2 separate regions of the Mus musculus genome follow, and region 1 is linked to region 2. A link is a contact called in public Hi-C data. All regions are on one chromosome and are shown on one strand. Each heading gives the region's core, a stretch centred on a gene start, on an enhancer-like site or on the middle of the called end of the contact. The rest is flanking DNA. Distances are from core to core; before and after follow the strand shown.

Region 1 (6,109 bases), core at 1,992-4,491, 92 kb after region 2:
AACCTTGGTACCATAAGAGCTTAACATCTCTTCCTATGAGTAAAGCTAAACAGCCAGTGAAAGCCAGTCTGAAGACTTAACCCCGAAAGCCTCGTGGATGCTTCAGCAGTTGCCCTCGGAGATGCCTGCTGTGGGAATTGACTTAGCTGGGAAGTGGGGAACCCTTCCATGAGGAGTAGAACACTCCTTATGCAAGATTCCCTTCTACCTGACTGAGTTGAAGTCATATCCTGCTCTGTGCAACACAGGCCCTTCCCCTGAAGAAGAAGATGAGGAAGATGCTGTTCACAGTCTCCATTCTTCTGTACCTACATAACCTTCATTAACATAATAAAAAGGAAATGGTGACATGTGTTACAGTTAATTTAAGAAAAATGTGTATATGTCTTGGTTATTGTATATTTCAGTCTGGCTATGGAATGAAGTAGCAAGGTAGCATAATGTGTCAGCTGTGTGGGTGTCTCAGAACCATGTAGGCTCCTTAGGCTAGTATCTCTGATGTTTTAAAAGATGAATGAAACAGAAGATCAGAGAAATTGAATCTTCTGAGTGGGGAGATGTGAAACATGCAGTGTATTTTCTTTTAGTCCTTTTTCTAAATGAGGACAGTAGCTTTTTTTATATGTCTCTGTTGCATTTCATCTTGGTTCTTAGGTTCTCATGAGTGTGCCCTGTCCTCATGAGTCATATACCAACTGTTCTTTCAAAACCACTGCTTTGAGACAGGACCATATCCCCTTGACTGGCACTCAGCCCTTTTGCATTTTGGTGATTAGATGATCGAGCAGCTGCTGACAGCAGCTGAGCTACAGTGGGTAGTGCGTGTACACTTGTGAGCTTGTCCATTATTTTCTAAGTGACTCTAGAAGAGTTCTATGATCAATCTAAAATCAAAAATTCAAATTACAGGCAGCACTGTGTATCGTAGATTGATTGGCAGCCATGTTTATTTTTTGCTGATGAGTTATGTTGCATCCTTTGAGCTGATGGCCAGATATTCAATGACACATACAGTATAGTTTGTGAAATACAAACTTAGGGTTCAAACTCATGGCTCCTCAGTTTTCTTATCCTTTGGCTAGGAGATAAGAGACAGCAAATTGAACTGCAGTTTGCATTTATGTAAGTGAGTGATTTATTTCTCAAAATTCAGGTATAGAGGTCTTAAATCATTTGAACATTTGAACACATGCACATGTGCAGGAGGGGAGCGGGTGCGGTGTAGTTCTTTGAGCTCTTCTAGAGATTTCCCAAAACTGACAGCTGTTTTCAGCACTATTGTAAGTGGTCCCAAGTTCAGGATATACAGTTGTAGTAGTGGAAATTTCCCTAGCTGCATACAGAATAGTTACCATTGTTGCCAGCCAATTTCCTGTCAGTCAGCAGTGCTGGTTAGGCCTGAAGAACAGGGCCTGACACTGAGGCAGAGGAGGTGACATTTATGTATTTGTGTAATCAACTCTCTTAGAGCTTGATTTTCATTTTGGGCTCTTTGACTAAAGCAGAATGTGGGAAATTTTTAAGAGATTTGAGAGACTGAAAACTTAAGACCCAAAACCTATTAGGAAGGGATAAATAAATTAATATAGGGCTATGAAATGGCTCAGTGGGTAAAGACAGTTTGCATTAAGCCTGAGGATGACCTGAGTTTGAATCTCTGGACCCATATGGTGGAAAATGAGAAGTGACTTCTCCAAGTCGTCTTCTCTCCTCCTCATGTGGGTAGTAGCACATACCTGTGTACATGCACACACACACACACACACACACACACACACTCACACATACACACACACATACACATACACACACACACTCACATGTACACACACATACTCACACATACACACTCACACACACATACACACACACACACACTCACACATACACACACACACACTCACACATACACACACACACTCACATACACATACTCACACCTATACTCACACACACATACACACACTCACACACACACATTCACACATACACACACACACTCACACACACTCACACATACACATACACACACACACACATACACACACACACTCACACACACTCACACATACACATACACACACACACACATACACATACACACACACACACATACACACATAAACACACTCACACACACCTCCGCACATGCAAATGAACTTTAGAAAAAATGAAAATAGTAGGGTCTAGAGGAGGGAGAAGAGTGTAGAGGAAGGGAGAGATATTCTTCAGGTCTGTACAGGCTGTATCCATAAAAGTGAGGGTGAATTTTTCTTCATTTTCACAAAGGTCACCATGAAACATGACAGATTGGATTTAGATACAAAGGTTTTAAAGACTGTCTCATGTTTTAATGGATTATGTAATTCCAAATTATCTTTAAAAGTAGGTGAGAGGAATTTGAGCTGAAGGTTGATGTTGGCCTCGGTAGAGTATGGCTTGTGTAGTGCTGGGATATTTGACCTACTTTGAAGATTGCTCTGAGGATTTGGGTTACACATGTTGAGTGCCTCGTTCAGTGCTTTCTACATGGCACACAACAAAGGGACTTTCATCTTACCAGTTGACAACTTGGCTTGCTTATACATGAAAATGAATATGATGTTGATTCCCTTTCAGTGCACTCTTTGGAAAGAACTTCTAAGTGGATATCTTCATTAATTTTTTGTTGTTCTTCTTTTAGGCTGTAGGTCATCTTATTGCTGCTGTCTTAAAAGAACATGGTGTTTCAGAAAAGATACACCAATCCACAAACCAGGTCTGTGCTTAACCTTGTTGTTGTTGTTTTGTTGTTGTTTGTTGTGTGTGTGTGTACACCTGCCCCTGGCTAGCTTTTTGTTAAATAGATACCAGCCAGGATCATCTTGAGAGTAGGCAGCCTCAACTGAGAAAATGCACCTTTAGATTTGCCTGTGGGCAACCCTGTGGGACATTTTCTTGCTTAATAGCTGATGTGGGAGAGCTGAGCTTACTGTGGGAGGAGCCACCCCTGGGCAGGTGGTCCTGGGTTGTATCAGAAAGTAGGCTGAGCGAGCTAGGAGAGTAAACCAGGAATCACTGCTGCTTCATGGAGTCTGCTTCAGTTCACGCCCTGAGTTTATACTCTCCTTTCTCTTGATGATGGACCTTAAGCTGAAATACACCCTATTCTCACCTGGTTCTTTATGGTTGTGGTCCTTGTCACAGTAGTAGGAAGCAGTCTAAGATAATCTGCTTGCTTGTTTTATGTAGATGCTTGTGCTTGCCTGCAGGGCCACTCGCCCCTGGTTTCACTTGTAGTTCAGTTCAGATCTTGAACTGTAAGGAGGAGTTTTGCCTACAGATCTTGCCTTTTTTCCTCTTCCTTTTCCTTTCCCCCTCTGCCTTTGCCTTCCTTCTCCCCAATTCTTCTATCTCCCACTTCCTCCTCCTTATCGTCTTCCTTTTCGTTTGGTGTGCCATGTTTTTATTCTAAATCATTCTTTTAAGCTTGGACATTGTGTCTAACTCCAGGAGGAGACATATAAAGAGTGAAGGAGGGTATCCATTCACTATCAGTGGAAAACAAAACCAAGGGAGGGCATGAGGAGGGCACACTGAGGAGGTGACAGAACCCCCTGAGGGAATGCTTTTAGCACTGGAGACAGTGAACACAGTGGTGGGCTGTGTTTGGGTGTCTTCTCACGCTTCATTTCAGTCCTGAGTGTGAGTTCTCAGTGGGAAAGGCTCTGAAGAAGGCTTCCCATCCCCTCACAGAGCAAGTCAGTACCCAGATTTAAAGCGCTGCCTAGGAGCTAAGACGAACCAGCTGGGCTTTGGCCAGTTGGCATTGTATATTTTGACTTGTTAGATGGGAAGTTGCTAAGCGCGGGTGCCTGTGTGTAAACTACAGAAATAAATTTCTCTTTCCTGACAAAAACAAATTGATTTCCTTTCCTTACTTTCACTTTGTTACATGTGAGTATGTATGTGTGTATTTGGGCATGCTGATGTGCCTCAGTGTGCTTTGGTGTGTCAGAGGACAGATTGTGACACTCTGTTTTCTTCTTTCACCGTGTAGATCCTAGGATTTGAACTCGACTTGCCAGGTTAGACAGCAAGCACCTTTGTTGACTGAGCACCTCACATTCTTTCTGATTGGCCTTGCTATATCTTCTTTTTTTTAAAAAGATTTATTGTTATGTGTAAGTATACTGTAGCTGTCTTCAGACACACCTGAAGAGGGCGTCAGATCTCATTACGGATGGTTGTGAGCTGCCATGTGGTTGCTGGGATTTGAACTCAGTCAGTGCTCTTAACCTCTGAGCCATCTCACCAGCCCTTCATATACCTTTGCAGTGCCTGTTGATATGTGGAAGTAAGTGGAGTGATCTGTTTCACTAACTGGCATCTATCTAGTGTTTGTAGTAGTCATGTAAATCAGGTTTCCTGAGACGCCCGACCCCAATCCTGCCTGTAATCACATTATGGACGCTGAGAAGACCTAGTGATTTTACTTACATTGCTGGGATTTATTGAATGCTAAATCCTTTTAACTAAATGTTTCCTCTCCCGCTAATAAATGAATGCCTACCTCTACCAGGACAGTATCATCTCAGGCGAGGTTATTCATCCATTTATCTTATTTTTCTGGCTTGGTAGTGGAAATGATGGCATTTAGGACCCTGGGCTATTGGGAAAAGAAATTTTCTTCTAAATAAAAGGGGAAACAATATAAAGATTTCCTTTCTCTATTACTGACTTTTAACTCTGTTGTTCTTTAATCGTGGGCCTTAGGACTGCAGAGGTTTTTAGCAGCTACAGAGGAGTGAAGCACAGTGTTGTTCATTTCAGTGGGAGCTGGATACCCTGAGCTTTCCTTGAATTGTAGAGTTAGTTCTTTCTTCTTTTTAATTTGGTGTGGTAGTGTGTGGCAGTGGCAGTGGCAGTGGCAATGGCAGTGTTGCTGGTGTTTGTGTGAGGTGTGGTGTGTATGATGTGTGTGTGTGTATGGTATAATATGATGTGGTGTGTATATGCATAGTGTGTGGTATGGTGGGTGTGTGCAGTGTGTGTGATCTGGTATGATGTGTGTGTGGTGTGGTGTGTTTGTATTTGGTACACGTGTATTTGGTGTATGATATGGTATGCAATGTAGTGTGGTATGTGTGCATGGGGTGTGGTATGTATGTGCATGGGGTGTGTGGTATGTGTGCATGTATGTGGTGTATTATGTGGTATGCAGTGTGGTGTGATATGTGTGTGCATGGTTGTGTGATTTAGTGTGTGTGTGTGTGTATGTGTATGTGTATGATATATATGTGGTATGTGTGGTATATAATATATATGATATTTGTCTATGGTGTGGTATGTGTGAGGTGGTTGGTGTGTATTGTATGTGTTATATAGTGTGTGCATATGCTGTGGTTGGTGTGGTTTGTGTGTGTGTGATGTGTATGATGTGGTGTGGTGTGCATATCTATGTGTGTGTGTGGTGTATATATGTAGTATGCACAAATGTGTGTGTGGTATGTGTGTGTGTTTGGTGTGGGGCATATGTGTGTTGTCTGTACAAGTGTGTGTGCTGGTGTGCCCACCTTGCATGTGAGTGTGAAGGTTATAGGAGGAAGTCAGGTGTCCTGTCCTATGTTCTGTCACTCTCAGCCTTACTCCCTTGAGGCAGGATCTCTCAGTGAGCCTGGAGCTTTGGTTTCAGTTTGATTAGAGGCTGGCTAGCCCCAGTGTGCCTGTCTCCTGCTATGCTGAGGTTACAGCCCGCCATGCTTGTGCTACAAGTTTTTTTTGCCCACTGAGCCATCTCTACAGCCCTGAACCGTATCACTCTATTAAACTGTATCAAAAGGAAACCATAGCTTCTTTATGAGCTTATCATAATTAATTTCGTTATAACTTTAAATTCTGTGTAAGTATGTACATGTTCTGGTCAAGCTAGTGATAGTCACCTAATGGTGCATTCTGGGAACTGAACTTGAGTCCTCTGGAGAAACAAGCAGTACATGCTCTAAGACACTGAGTCATCTCTCCAGCTTATTATTATTATTTTAAGTAACATGGTTATTTGTAGTTTAGGCTGATCTTGAATTTGCTCTATAGCCAAGGACTCTTGTATTATTACCTCATCCTTCCTGAG
Region 2 (6,221 bases), core at 2,171-4,670:
CCATCATGCATGGTCCCCAATCACCTGCAGACAGGAATGAAATTCTTACCATGAATTTGGAGAAATACAAAATAGAGTATCAGTCTATATGTTCATCTAAAGTGCTAGCAAATGCTAAGTATACCTCCTATAGGCCGTGCAAGTCCCTAACCACTATTAGAAGCTGGATGTATTTATTAACCATTCAACAAAGCCCATCAGAATTTCAACTGTTCAAGTTTTCAAAAGGAACTCTAAACCTAACTACTAAAGGCACAAAAAATTAAAATAAAATCCTACTTCCCATCATACAGGCATTAAAAATAAAAATAAACCCCAACTCTGCCACCTTAAAGGCATACATCCTTTCTCTTTTCTTTATCCAGCCCTGAATGTCCAATAATTTCCCCCATCACTCTAAGCAGAATGGATTTATTATGATGTTACTCTAAGAAACTGCAGGAGTTCTAGATGCCAATAAAGATTACGGATCAAATGGAAGATAACTACTAACCATTGTGTCGACTTAGATAAATAAAGCTGCTCACAAACAAAGCACCTTATTGTATTTGTACTGTTACCTCCAGTAATCCAACTAAAACAACCAGACAGTAGCTTCCCAGAGGCAGGGGGAAATAAAAACCAGTGTTTTTCAGAACCTCTTCAAACGTCTTTTTTAAATGACACCCTCCCCCGCCCCCCACACTGTCCTGCTCTGTTTAATTGAAGGTGCTTGGGACCAGAGAAGCTCAGCAAGAGTATGCAAGCCAGACTTTATGGCTGAGGATCCAGGTGTAGGAAGAACTAAAGAAATAGGCAAAACAGCATCTTTGCCTGAAACTTAGCTTTCAACCTTAACGGAAACTCCCTCCCTTTGTGGGTCCCAATGAGAAGACAGTTCAGAAGGTAATTCAAAATCTACTAGAGCAGTAAAATGCCCCCACGGGGGACGGAGGTGGGGGTACTGAGGGGATAAACCACCCTACTAGTAAAATCCAGGCTGTGAGGTAGAGGCTAACTCCCAAAGGGACACTCTACAGCAACCTGGCACCTAGTATCTCAAACACAGAGGCCAGAATTGCCTAGAGAACCGACTTCTCTAAACGGAACAATAACTACCTCCAATGCATTCTTGGCTAGTAACACAGGTAAAGCTCGATTTCTCCAGGAAAGGGGGGGGGGGGGGTGTGGAAAGGTGCAAACTGTTTATTCCCTCCAGCTTTGCTCTCCAAACCTCCAAACCCAGTAACTAATTACATGGTCCCCAAAGGACCTACAGCAACCCAAGAGGGCTGGGAGGAATAAACACGCGACACCTGACGGTCCTTTCTCTGTGCTGACTTTCCCTAAGCCCAAGTCGAACACTCACGCGCGCGCGCGCCCGCGCGCGGGCAGCAGAGACCTGGCCAGCACGGCGCCGCGCCCCCGGGTCCCAGGCTAGCCCGGCAAGCGCGGCGCGGGGGGCGGGGAACGGCCCGGGGAGCGCCGGGGCCCCGCGATTGTTTCCTCCCGGAGCAAAGACATTTTTTATCAAGTCTCTTTTGTATTCGAGCCCTACCTCTTTTTGGCCTAGGGAAGCTTTCGTGCAAGTGGAAGACGACTTTCTCCACAAAGTGCTGAATGTTACTGTGCTCCGGGCCGCGCACGAACACCATCCAGTCGTGGGTGAAGCCCTCCACTGTGGGTTTCTTCCTCACCTGGGCGCGGTGCCCCAGCTCCAGCTTCACCTGCACGGCACACTGCGGGCAGGGGGAGGAGAGACAGCCGTGAACAACAGGAAGGCGACCGTTCGCTGCTCAACATTGCGCCTGACATTTTTTTCCCTCCTCCTTGAAACGCACATAAAAGGAAACGGCAGTGCCCTCTCCATCCACGTTTCACGCGCGTGGGCGCGCACACCCCACACCCCCAGATACACCGGGCCGGGCCGCAGGGGCCCCCGGCGCCGCTACACAGCGGCCGGGATTGTAACGGAATGTTACCCCTAGTCGCGAAGGGGGTCGGGGAAAGGGGAGAACACGACCACCACGGCAAGCACGACAACAAACGCGTCGGTAACAAATTAGGAGACAATCAGGAGGGGATGCTGGGGCGCTTTCCCGGCGTGGGAGGGGAGGTGGCTGAGATAGGGGACCGGGGTTTCTAGCGAGCCCCCTCCCCGAAAGTACCGCGGCGACAGGCACACGCCGAGGAAGTCTTTGTGTACGTGTATGTGTGCGTGCGTGTGGAGCGCGGTGCCAGGCGGAATGGAAACTACAGGCAGCCTCTGCTAATGGGCACAAACTCCCGTGTTCTTTCTTACCACGGGGTTCGTGCACAAGAATGAAACGTCGTCACACATACACTCACTCACGCCCGCACGAAAACACGCCAAGGCATCCCCAACTCAAAGCACCCCGCACCCCTCGGCGAACAGCCCCCCACGACCAGCAAGGCCAGCCCAACAGAGCCAACGCTGCACACTTTCAAGAGCCAAAGTGGTCGCAAACTCCCTCCAGCCTCCCCCCACCCGCCCCCCCAGCGAAAGCCACAAAACGCAGAAAGGCAGGGCTACTGGCGGACCGCCGCGGAGCCCCGGTCGCGCACACCGGCCGCTGGGGCAAAGTTGCGAGCAGCCCCGCCGCTGTCAGCCCGCACACTCGGGCTCACGCGCGCGCCGCGGAGAACGCACCATCGTGGCGGCCGCGGCGCTCGGCGGAGGTGCGGCCGCAGAGGCTGCTCGCCGCGTCCCCGGACCGTGCCCGCAGCTCCCGGCGGCGGCGGCGGCTGAAATATGGCTGAGTTATTATTCGCCTCCTTCCACCGGGTGTGAGTGTGTGTGTGCGCGTGTGTGAGCCAGAGGGAGTGTGAGTGCGCTTCTTGCGATTGCAAAGAGGCGAGGCGGGCGGGAGGCGCGGGGGGGGGGGTGGCGGTGGCGGTGGCGGCGAGTGTGCGAGTGTGTGCGCGCGCGCCGGGGGGGGGGGGGGTGGGGAGGAGGGAGAGGCGGCAGCTCCCCGCGAGCAAAACCAACCTTTCTCTAATTGGAACCGCGGAGCGCTGGCGCTGTCTGGGCTGCGGCGGCGCGGGGCGGAGGAGGAGAGGGAGGGGGGCTTTTATTATTTTTTTTGCATGTACTTACCGAGCTAGCCATGCCTGGGGGCCCGGAGGTTTGCCGGGGTGTTGTGTGGTACCCCCCCTCCCCCGCCCCCTTCAGCTGTAATTCATGAAGAGGCTGCTATGAATGAGAGCGCGCCCGGGAGCTGAGGGTAGATGGCGGACATGCTCTGCCTTGGCCCCCACCCCACCCCGTGCTCGCTCTCTCGCTCGCTTATTAAACTCAGCCCCAAAAGCAAAAGCAGCAGCAGCAGCAGCAGCAGCAGCTCCGGGGCCAGAGGATGAGTCCGGAGCATGCGCCGTGGCGCCTGACACCCGGGCTTCGAGCCTCTAGGGGCGGAGGGAGGGCGTGCGGGCGGGGCGGAGCGCGCGGGGAGGCCGAGCGACCGAGCCAGGGGGAGCTCGAAAGAGCCAATCAGCGGCCGCCTCCCCGAAACCCCGGCGGCCCGCAGCGCCACACTGGAACGCCTCGCTTAAAGTAACAGGTTCCTGATGGGGGAGGGGGGAGGAAATGGAGGGAGGGGGCCCGGCACTGGGAGAGCGGCCAGCTGGGGAGCCATCCCGGCCCCTGTGCAAACTCCGTTCTCCCTACAATAAAAAACGGATTAAAACTGCTGGAATGTGGCCACTGCCTGGAGCCCCCCAGCCGCAGGAGAAGGGGTTGTTAAATCAAGTCTTTGGCGGTAGTGAGCACGTTTGGGAAGGGGGAGCGGGCTTGTTTTTACTTTCCACCATGGATTTTTGCGGGTTTGTGCTGAAATCGCAAGAACGCACACCCAAACAAACTTATTTAAACAGAGAGCAAGAGAAATCCACGCTACCAAAGAAAAAAAAGAAGGGGGAAAAAAGCCTCCTGATAGCAATCTCTGGGACTGAACAGCCCCCAGCAACCTTAAATCCCTTTCCCTATCTACTCCGAGCCACCAACCTACCCCGCCCTCCCACCGTCGCCACTGAAAACTTTAAAAAAGAAAAAGAAAAAAAAAGAAAAGAAAAAAAGAAATGAACGCGAAACAAGAATGCCATTTCCTTCCTAGGAAACGCCTCCCGCCTCGGTGTTCCCGGGCTGAGAACCGTGCCCAGGTGGAGGCGGGACACCTGGGAGTGCCCGTCGCAGAGCCTTAGGGAACCCGCTTCCCAGTTGTTTGCTTCAGGAGGCTTCCCCCTCGCTGACAACCTGCTGGGTTGCATCAGGGTCTGCCCTCTCTCTAAGGGCGCGCCAGACTACTGGGAACCTTAAAATAGATAAAGTTAATACTGACTATAATGTGCATAAATTGGATTATAATCTTTAGGCATATTGGTGACAGCCAACATAATCCATCTCTGGGTATTAATCCATTTAGGCTCCCGGGTGACAACCCCTCGCAGAAGTGTTCTAGAGTTGCTCTTCTACAAATGCTCCATCTCCGATTGTAGTTTGTCTCAGTGGCCACGGGTAGAATATCAAGCCATACGTGAAGCGAAAAAAGAAGAAGAAGAAGAAGAAAGAAAAAAAAAAGAGTTACTAGCTTCCTCTAGAAACACAGACAACCTTTAAAAAGGAAACGGATAAGATCTAGACGATATACGAAAATGAAAGATGGGTGTGACTTTTGTTTCGTTAAAGTTCTTGTACCTCTCTGGCTCTTAACTCCTTTTTTGAACTGGTTTGGGGTGGTGGCTGTTTTCCAGAGTTTATCTTTTGTTCACCATCTTTTTTTCTCCAGATTGCCAACTTCTTTTCTCCCTGTGTTTTTTGTCTCTCTTCCTCTTTCTGACTCAACTTTATTGCTTTCTTCTTTTCCTCTCGCCGGGAGACCATGAAAGCACAACTCGGCCCTTGCATTGAACACTTGAGAATAACGGGAAGGAGGTTTCCTGGAGCGTCCCAGGTTCTCCATGACCACGTTCAGTTTTTCCCACTGCTCACAAAGTAGATGATGGGGATTAGACAGGACCAGGTCCAGCCAAGTTCAAAGCAGCACGTTTCCAACTCGAGTAGTGTGATTCTCCTAAAACTGGTACACCCATCCTCCAGGATTCAGCCCAGAAGTGGGGAAACTTGAACAGAAGTCCAAGGACATATTTCCCAACCAAGTCTGTAAGAGTATGTCATCTTGTATGCATGTGTGTTTGTGTAAGCGCTAAGTTAGACAGAACTGCTGTGTGTGGGATATAAGCAAGGGATGACTATCTACTGTGCATTCTTACACCGTTTATCAAATAATCAAATTGCAGAGAACTATTTTGGAATGAAGAAGTTGAAAACTGAAGATTATGTGAATGTTTTTAGTAACTGAAAGGTGACCATTCCGCGTTTGCACTGATTCCAGAGTTGGTCTCTTGGTTTTCTCTCCAGGAACTGGAACTTGTATATTAAGAGGGATTCCCTGCCCCACCCCCTCGACCATGTGCTTGCTAGTGAGTGTGTGTGTGTGCATGCGTGCGTGTAATATTTGCTGGATTCTCATTTATTCCAGCAATCACAAATAAATCGTAGAATCTGACCGTCTTCCCCCAACATCCTTCCTTTCTCAAATGCGTTAAACCCTCCTCCCCAATATAAAGTAATTCCCCCGTCTGCAAATTCGGAGACTTAAAATATGCCAGTAGATGGCGCACAGAGCCCTTCCACCAGCGTCCTTATGTGACCCTCCTTACAACAAAAAGACTTCTCTACCAGGAAAAAGAAAAAGAAAGCACAACCCGGAATACTCCAGGTTCAACTTTGAACAAAGGAATTTACACCAGCCTTTCCATTTGTAGCTGTCTTAATAAGTTCGCTGTTAACAATAAAATTGGGAGAGCAAATGCATTTCCTGTCCATTTATTCTGAAATAATAACAATGTAAGTCAAAACAAACAGAGTGGTGGACCACACTTGGGAGGCTAAAGCAGGAGCCTCTAGGTTTCAAAGCTAATCACAGCTACATAGGAAGCCTGGACAGCATGGGGGCATTGTCTCAATGAAAGTGTACTGGAGAGAAATTTTAAGACAGGCATCAATGCTAGGTAGCAAAAAATAGGAATAATTAAAGTCATCAATGATAAAAGCATTTCCTTATTCAAATAGAAATTATCCCACTGAAATTCATACTGTGATGTATAGTACAGTATGAAATTGGGTTACTCTAATGAACACAAAAGTGATTAACATCAAGTTAAAT

The links. Hi-C and Micro-C count contacts between places; a contact is called where the count stands out from the background.
Region 1: a Hi-C map of double positive thymocytes shows a contact between it and region 2, with 3 times the contacts expected there. The contact joins the enhancer-like site here to the promoter of Mllt3 in region 2. A contact is called at or near these places in 2 of 39 promoter capture datasets (hippocampal neurons and liver), 1 of 15 datasets of contacts at CTCF or cohesin (the G1E-ER4 cell line), 4 of 484 Hi-C or Micro-C datasets (Th2 cells, double positive thymocytes, group 2 innate lymphoid cells and 1 more), 4 of 115 datasets of contacts at active chromatin or transcription factors (CD8 T cells, Th2 cells, effector CD8 T cells and 1 more) and 3 of 9 other capture datasets (adipose tissue, liver and pancreatic islet).

The regions. Positions count from the first base shown.
Region 1 is chr4:88,121,905-88,128,013 of GRCm38.p6, forward strand. Focad (focadhesin) reads left to right here. Exons shown (of 44, transcript NM_001081184.1): 3 at 2,684-2,758. Mir491 (microRNA 491) reads left to right here and starts at 136; the gene lies at 136-221. Within about 2 kb of position 3,242, at least 2 of the 459 cell types and tissues checked have an H3K27ac peak or open chromatin away from gene starts, as enhancers often do. A contact at or near this core is called in double positive thymocytes, where this site is marked.
Region 2 is chr4:88,029,987-88,036,207 of GRCm38.p6, forward strand. It overlaps Mllt3 (myeloid/lymphoid or mixed-lineage leukemia; translocated to, 3), which reads right to left and starts at 3,421. Exons shown (of 11, transcript NM_027326.3): 1 at 3,098-3,421; 2 at 1,538-1,718. The coding sequence starts at 3,109.